Regions from separate parts of the Mus musculus genome. Here region 2 is linked to region 1. A link is a contact called in public Hi-C data. All regions are on one chromosome and are shown on one strand. The core of a region is the stretch at or near the end of the contact, and the rest is flanking DNA. Distances in the headings are between cores, read along the strand shown.

Region 1 (3,780 bases), core at 449-2,948:
TTAGCCACTCCCACTGCAGCATGTGTCTCCAATGCCGACTGTCCTGACTGACCACCACCTCTCCCGTGTCCAGCTTACCTTAGCCTTCCTAGGCTCACCCTTTTAATATACGGGTCTGCATCTATATGTGGTGAGTGTGGGTGCCCGTGAAGGCCAGAAAAAGGGGTTAGACTCTCTGGAGCTGGAGTTACAGGCAGTGGTGAGCTGGTATGTGAGAGTCCTGGGAACTGAGCCCAGGTCCTCTGCGTGCACCATTACCACTGAGCCATCTGTCCAGCTCCCTAAGGTCCCCAAATAATTTCAGCCTGTGCCACAAACTCAGTCTCCTCAGTGATCCCTGTGGTTGGTCCCGAGAGGACAGACATCTATCCCATGGGCAGATGGTTCAATGGTTTCCACAATAACTCTCTAAGGTGATCTAGGCCCAACAGGAACCAGAGAGCCAGGTGGGGCCTTCGTCCCTGACCTCCCAGTTTGGCCACCTACCTCCATGCGTTGCTGTTCTAGCAACTTCACCTTCTTCTCAGCTGCTCCAAAGGCCCCCGCTTCAGGGACTTTACTCGCCATCACACTGGCCTAGGGAGAGACAGAGCCTTCACCAAAGTGTCAGATAAAACTTCGTTCCCCAGCCCAGTGCTCTCCCAGGGCCTCAGCCCCTTGTCTCCAATCTCCCTGCTCCTCCCACCCAGCAGCCATGTCTCAGCCACGACCTCCTCCTCCTGGAAGCCCACGAGGAACATTCCCCTTTGCTGATGCATACTGTGGCTGCCAGCCTCACATCCTCTCACCAGCTCTTTCCACAGCCATCTTCCCCACTTTAACTCTGAGGCCCTGCTGGTCAACCCCACAACAACTCCGAATCCCCTAACCTAAAAGGCGTGGCTTATATATTTTTTAGAAGTTGTGAGGAGCCAGTGAGATGGCTCAGTGAGTGAACACGATTGTCTCTAAGTCTGATGAGCTGAGTGCAATCTCCAGAGCCTATGGTGGAAGGAGAGAACTGCCTCAGACCTCCATACACGCATGCAGCCCCCAACATAAAATAAACGCCGTGAAAGTGTGATGGAGGCTGGCAAGCATCACGAGCCCAGACACATGTGCCGAGAGCCCGCATGTGCAGATGTGTGTGCACAACATGCCATCTCTGAGATTCTTTCCAAATTCTGCAACCACAATCTAATCTAAACCCAAAACCCATTCTGCAAAACAACCGGCCAGCATAACTCAAAAGTGCCAAGGTCATGGAAACCAGGACAGCTGAGCCACGTCGCCGAAATGAGGAGACTAAGGAGCTGTGATAGGAACCCCACGTGGGATCCTGGATTCAATTCTGGAAGGCAGAAAGGGAGGGAGTGAAGGATGGGTGCATCTGGACAGCGCTGCTGACGGCAGTGCCCAGTCTGGTAAGAACCACAGTTATGTAAGATGCTTGGTGAGGTAGGTCTGCGGTTATAGAAGCCAGCCAGGGAAGACGGAGGGAGTACGGGAACACAACTCCACACTATTTCTGCCTCAGTTTAAAGTTACCTCAAAATAAAATGTTTTAAAACTGAACAATTGAGGTGTTGAGGTAAGAACCACAGGACAAGGCGAGAAGTGCACGTGCAGTGACTGTCGCCAGTGTCTGCTCAGACCAGAAGCTGTTCTGCACTGGCCCCATCAACTCTCTATGTCCTACCACAGGCTGGGCAGAGGCTGGAAGCAGAGCCTGTGAGCCTCTGGTGCCCCCTACAGGCTATGTCCTGTAAACATACCATGCCACCTGGAGAGGAAAGGGTATCTATCTGATAAGGTGGCCTCAAAAAGGGCAGATGCCTGCCCCAGGAAGCTCACTGTCAACAGCAACAGCTAAAGGCTATGTGTCACTTAGTTTTAATCCCAACAGAGGCAGGAGGATCTCTGTGAGCTGACGGCCAGCCTGATCTACCCAGTGTGTTTCAGACCAACCATGGCTACAACAGTGAGCAACAATGCCAGCGAGAGGCAGAGCGAGAAGGCTTTGCTCTTCAGCCGGCCACCCCCACATCTGCTTGAGAGGTGACAGAAGAATCTTAATTGTATGATGGCACATGACCTCTCCAAGTCTCCTGCTGGCCCCGCACATGGAAGAGACATCCCTTCAGGCAAAAGAGCCCAAGTGAGCTCATGGCTTTGCAGGTAAATTACATCACTGCCCCGGGGTGGGGAGTGAGTGACCAAGGTCATTACTATATTACATAGAAAGCTGGCATTAGGGCTTATGTTGCAACTGACTGCAACTCACTTGAGGAGGTAAACAACTGGGTTACAGGAGCCTGAGGGATGGTGAGAGTGGAGCAAGGCACACTTGGCCTTCACTGTGTGGCAGGGCTGGGCCTGGAGGTGTGGGGGTGTGGGCCAGAGCTGAGGCATCCCCAGACCAGTCTTCCTCTCCATGCAGAGCTCTAAGTTGCGATCTCACAAGCTTAATACAATCCCCTTAGGAGCCCTGACACTTTAGAGACTAACCTGACTTTTGGGAAGGAGACTTTGACAAGACAAAATGCATCAAGGTATTGGTACCCAGAATGAGCAAAACACTGAAACCCAACTCCCATGAGCAGCCGCTGGACAATCCAAGTCAGCAAGCGGGAGAAGCAAGCAGCCAGGGTGGGCGGCAGAGCCATGTAATTTGACTGCCAATAGCTCTGAGCACGTGTCTCAGAGAACGGGATACTCCACGTGGGGTGAAGACAGAACAAAAAGCCAAGGACTGGTCATACCACGGAGGCAGGTGCTGCACCAGGAAACAGAGTCTACCAGGCAGAACCTTCTGCCACTGGAATGTGTGTAGGAGGAGATGTGCTCCCTCAGCGAGGGGCAGAGCAGATCCTGGGTTTGAGAGCTTGGGATACACACCTGCTGCTGTCCAGCCACGCCCTTCTTGCCAGCACCCTCTGGCTTTGGGGAGCTGGGCTGCCCACAGAGTCCCTCTTTGCAGCTGCTGTTCATCAACAGTTTCTTGAGCTCCGTGTTTTCCTCCCTAGATAAGAGACAAGTGGAGATGTCACAATGTCAGCCCTGGGTTAAGACACTTGCAAAGCCAAGGATCTGCTGTCAAAGGCACTGCTGCGGTGCGACCAGACCAAAAGGGCATCTGTAAGCCACCCAGAAGGTGTGCAGGCTGCATGAGAATCCTTAACAGCAGAATTTCCCCCATCTGTAGGTTGTCTCCACACCTGGCACCTTCCAGTTCTATGATCTTGTTCTCTAAGAAAGCTCCGCCCCTCCCTCCAGTTATAGTCAAGTGTCCTGGTTCAGCTGACGCAGGCAGAGCCTGGGCGGTGCAGTAGGTCATGCTCACTCACCGGCACCTGGCACCCCCCCTCTTTAACATGGAAAGAGCAAGCTTCTGGCTCAGAGCTAGGGTTGATAGAGCCATCTTCACACCCACCAGGGACTCAATCCCACTGGATCTGCTCTCATGGTTCTCTAGTGTTGAGTACAGGCCCTGCTCTGGGTGAGACCTTCTTTACAGTTTACAGCAGGAAAGGCTACCAGCAAAGTTGAGTGTGGGCACGCACACCTATGACTCCAACGTTCATTTGGGAGGCAGAAGCTGGACTATGGAGTCTGAGGCGGCCTGAGCTACGCAGTGAGTTCCCTGGGCTATGGAATGAGACCATTCCAAACGAAACAAGCAGAAATAATAAGTGAAAGTGAAACCCTAAGTTCATGAGGTAGGCAGTGCTGGGTACTCAGGATGTTTGCAGTGTGGACACAGCCCTTCAGCTTCCATTTAATTACAGAGTCAAATGGCTT
Region 2 (3,745 bases), core at 251-2,750, 490 kb after region 1:
CTGGGCTGCCAGGAGGACCTGAAGCAGAGGTTACTTGTCTAGCTCTTTGGATGGAAAGGATGGGATGGAAAAGTACAGCCAACCCCTAGCTCACTTCCCTTGAAACCTAAAGGGGCTCCTGGGAGTTCCCTGTGGACATGAAGGCGCCACTGAGTATCTAAACCCAGGGGCAACCTCAGAACTGTGGGCTTTTAGACAGCGTGGCTCAGGACCACAGACTCCTAGGATGACCTAACTCGGATGGAAAGCGTGTGGAGAAATGCAATCTGAGAGAGCTCCCTAAGGGTCTTGGGGGCTAGGCTAGCCTTGAACTTGATCTGTAGCCAAAGATGGTCTCAACCGCCAGATCCTCCTGCCTCCACCTCCCGAATGCTGGGCTTACAGGCCTGAATCACCATACCCAACTCTCTTTTATTTGGCTGGTTTGGGTGGGGTGAGATGAGGTCTCACTATGTAACCAAAGCTGGTCTCAAATTTGTGATCTTCCAGCCTCTGCTTCCTGAGCACTAGGCACCACTAGACCAGACCACAGGGGTTTACTGAGCCTTGAAATGCGGCCAGTGTGAAGGACTTGTTGAGAAAGCCTGCTCCAAAAGAGCAGTGTCCTTCAAAGCCCTCTGCACATCTTGGACTATGTTCTATGAGTAAAATGAAAAATAAACAACAAAAACAAGGATTGAAGGGAGAGCTCAGTTGATAAAGTTCTTGCTAGGCAAGCATGAAGACCTGAGTTCAAATCCCCAGGACTCATGTAAAACCCAATCGTGGCAGCACAAGCTTGAAACTCCAGCACTGGAGAGAGGCAGAAACAGGAGGGATCTAGGCCTTGCAGATCATCCAATCCTGCAGAACCAGCAAGATACAGGCCTGTGAAAGACTGTCTCAAAAACAAGGTGGACAGAGCCTGAGGAGTAACCTTTGAGGCTGACCTCTGGCTTCCACAAGCACACAAGCACACAAGCACACACACACACACACACACACACACACACACACACACAGAGAGAGAGACAGAGAGAGAGAGAGACAGAGAGACAGAGAGCAGTATAACCAGAGTGGAAGAATTGGGGTCAGAGAACATAGCATACTCCAATATCATAAGCCACCTTGAAATAGCTCTAGGTTCCCTCTAGAACAGCCAGGTACCCTCGGCAAGGAAGCCCCTAAGGTCCCTGACTATTCTGAACTCCTGGGTTTGCTCAGCATATCTTGGAGTGCCCCATCTCCCCTCTTGCCCCAGATTCTTTGTTTTTATTTTTATTTCTTGTTGGAAGGGACAAAGCTACGGGAAACGGTTAGAGTGTCACAGATGCTAAAACCTAGAATTGGTTCTGGGCAGCGTGGAGGAGGCTCCAGGCTTTGTGGCTGGACACAGCCCCACTGAAATTCCAGCATCTCCTAAAGTGCCACGTTTCACTTTGTCTAGACTGGGCTGGAGGAGTTCCTGCTGCCTCCGCACCCTCTAGACCACGTGACTGGGTCCTGCTGGCAGCCCAGGCTGAGTTTTCAACCCTCTCTAGAACAAATAAAGGCAGAAGGAGGGGACTCAATGTACAGCCATCCCTGTTGCATCAGGAGTAACCACAAATGGAAGGGATAAGAAACATCAAAGTATCCAAGATGTAACATCTGGAAAGGACTAAGGGATTCCAAAGGTAGTGGATCCATAGCATGCCAACCTTCCTACACCACTCTTGTGTATGTGGCAGACATTACTAATCAATCATATTATCTTTCTCCTTAAAGTCTGGCGTGACATCAGAATTTTGAACACCATTCTGACAGCCACTACTAGTAGGCCACGTGATAGTTCTTTACTATGCCTACACTTTAGACAAAAAACTCACAGCTTAAAGAAAATAGCTCACTCAAATTCCTTGGGCAAGGTGGTTTCTGTGCCAAAGACTCAGAAATATCTAAACTTTTACTGTGATTGCCACAAGCAGCACAGGATGATCCAGAGAGATACTTTAAATCAGGTTCCTGGAAGGACAAAGCTGCTATCTCTGTTCACGGATTCCCTACTAGATATCTATGGCTAGGGAGGTGAGAGCAAAGCCAATTTGCTGCCAGACACACCCCTAGTCAAGCCAGAGGGCTGTTTCTTTAACAGCGTCTGATAAGTCACCATTTGCTGGCCCTGGCCTTGTTGCAACCCAGCTGTCGCAGGAGTCGCAAACAAGGCTGGGAAGGAGCAGTATCCACACTACAGTAGGGCAAAGGTAGCTTCCTCCATCCCCAGGGATGGCTGAAAGCTGGTACCAGCTTCCTCTTCTGTCAGTTTAAGTTGAAGGGTAGCTAAGGAGGGGCCAGTGGAAAACAACTGAGAAACCGCTCATACATAAGCCACGTTAGTTGGGTCTTAGGCCATGTAAGCTGGGATAGAGCAGAAAAGGGAGGGAGGAAGTGTTGTTAACCATGTATTAAGGATGATTTAGGACCTACGGAGCAAGGTCAGCTCCAACTGACCAAAACCTGACAAGGTTCCAAAGATCTGGAGGCTCGGTGCAGGCACCAACCAGCCTGCTGAGTAAGCTCCAGGGAGCTACTTTCCCTTTCTGAGTTGCAACATTTGTATCTTGGAAATAAAAGGCATTCATGTACCTGTGTCGGGGTGGTGGTGTGGGAGGGATGTTTGTGTGTGTGTGTGTGTGTGTGTGTGAGAGAGAGAGAGAGAGAGAGAGAGAGAGAGAGAGAGAGAGAGAGAAAGAGAGAGAGAGAGAGAGAGAGAGAGAGAGAGAGAGAGAGAGACAGACAGAGGCAGAAACAGAGAGATGGAAGGAAAGGTGTCTTCAGTGACCGATAGTATATTTAAAGGTTTGCATCCTTGATGGTTTGTCTGTATAGATGACAAATGGCCAGATTTGTCATCTGCTAGTAGGTGAGGATTGGAGTTTTCATACTCACAAGATGTACCTGGGGGAAGGGAATGGTAGCTGGAGAAATGACTCAGCCATTAAGAGTGCTTACAGCTGCCGGGTGTGGTGGCGCACGCCTTTAATCCCAGCACTTGGGAGGCAGAGGCAGGCGGATTTCTGAGTTCGAGGCCAGCCTGGTCTACAAAGTGAGTTCCAGGACAGCCAGAGCAATACAGAGAAATCCTGTCTCGAAAAACCAAAAAAAAAAAAAAAAAAAAAAAAAGAGTGCTTACAGCTTTATCAGAGACTGCCACGTTCAGTTTCCAGCACCCAAGTTGGGCAGCTTACAGCCACCTGTATGTAACTCTAGATCTAGAGACTTAGATGCCCCCTCCTGACCTCTGAAGGCATCCACATGCATTGTGCTTATATATACATATATTCACATAAATAAAACCTGGTTGTTGTTATTGTTGTTGTTTTGTTTTGTTTTGAAACATGGTTTCTCTGTGTAGCCCTGGCTGTGCTGGAACTTGCTCTGTAGGCCAGGCCGGCCTCAAACTCACCGAGATCTGCCCTCCTCTGCTGGGATTAAAAGTGTGTGCCACCACCACCCAGCTCAAATTAAAAAAAATATATTGTTAAAATATTTTTTAAGATGTACTTAAAGAATCTCTCTCCCTCTGTGTGGTGTGTGTGCGTGTACATGCGTGCGTGTGTGAGAATATCACTGGAAAAAGAATGTGAGGGTGTGGCCACATCCTGCACTTATTTTTAGCTAGGCTGGTGGTAAAATCTACATATTTAAACTCTGTGCCCCATGTGTTCGCATTTGCCAGTTTATCTCCCCAGACTCATCTGCTGGCCTAAAAGACTTCCACAGGCAA

What was found. A called contact is a pair of places that touch in the nucleus more often than the background predicts.
Region 2: a contact with region 1 is called in a Hi-C map of muscle stem cells, with 5 times the contacts expected there. The contact joins two enhancer-like sites. A contact is called at or near these places in 2 of 39 promoter capture datasets (hippocampal neurons and stem cell-derived epiblast-like cells), 1 of 484 Hi-C or Micro-C datasets (muscle stem cells) and 1 of 9 other capture datasets (embryonic stem cells).

What each region holds. Positions count from the first base shown.
Region 1 is chr11:54,926,218-54,929,997 of GRCm38.p6, forward strand. Tnip1 (TNFAIP3 interacting protein 1) reads right to left here. Exons shown (of 19, transcript NM_001199275.2): 9 at 2,878-3,001; 10 at 487-576. Among named protein-coding and RNA genes, the nearest start is that of Gpx3, 25 kb to the left of the region's middle. Within about 2 kb of position 1,699, at least 24 of the 459 cell types and tissues checked have an H3K27ac peak or open chromatin away from gene starts, as enhancers often do. A contact at or near this core is called in muscle stem cells, where this site is marked.
Region 2 is chr11:55,413,026-55,416,770 of GRCm38.p6, forward strand. The region is part of intron 1 of Sparc (secreted acidic cysteine rich glycoprotein); the gene reads right to left. Among named protein-coding and RNA genes, the nearest start is that of Sparc, 5.2 kb to the right of the region's middle. Within about 2 kb of position 1,501, at least 80 of the 459 cell types and tissues checked have an H3K27ac peak or open chromatin away from gene starts, as enhancers often do. A contact at or near this core is called in muscle stem cells, where this site is marked.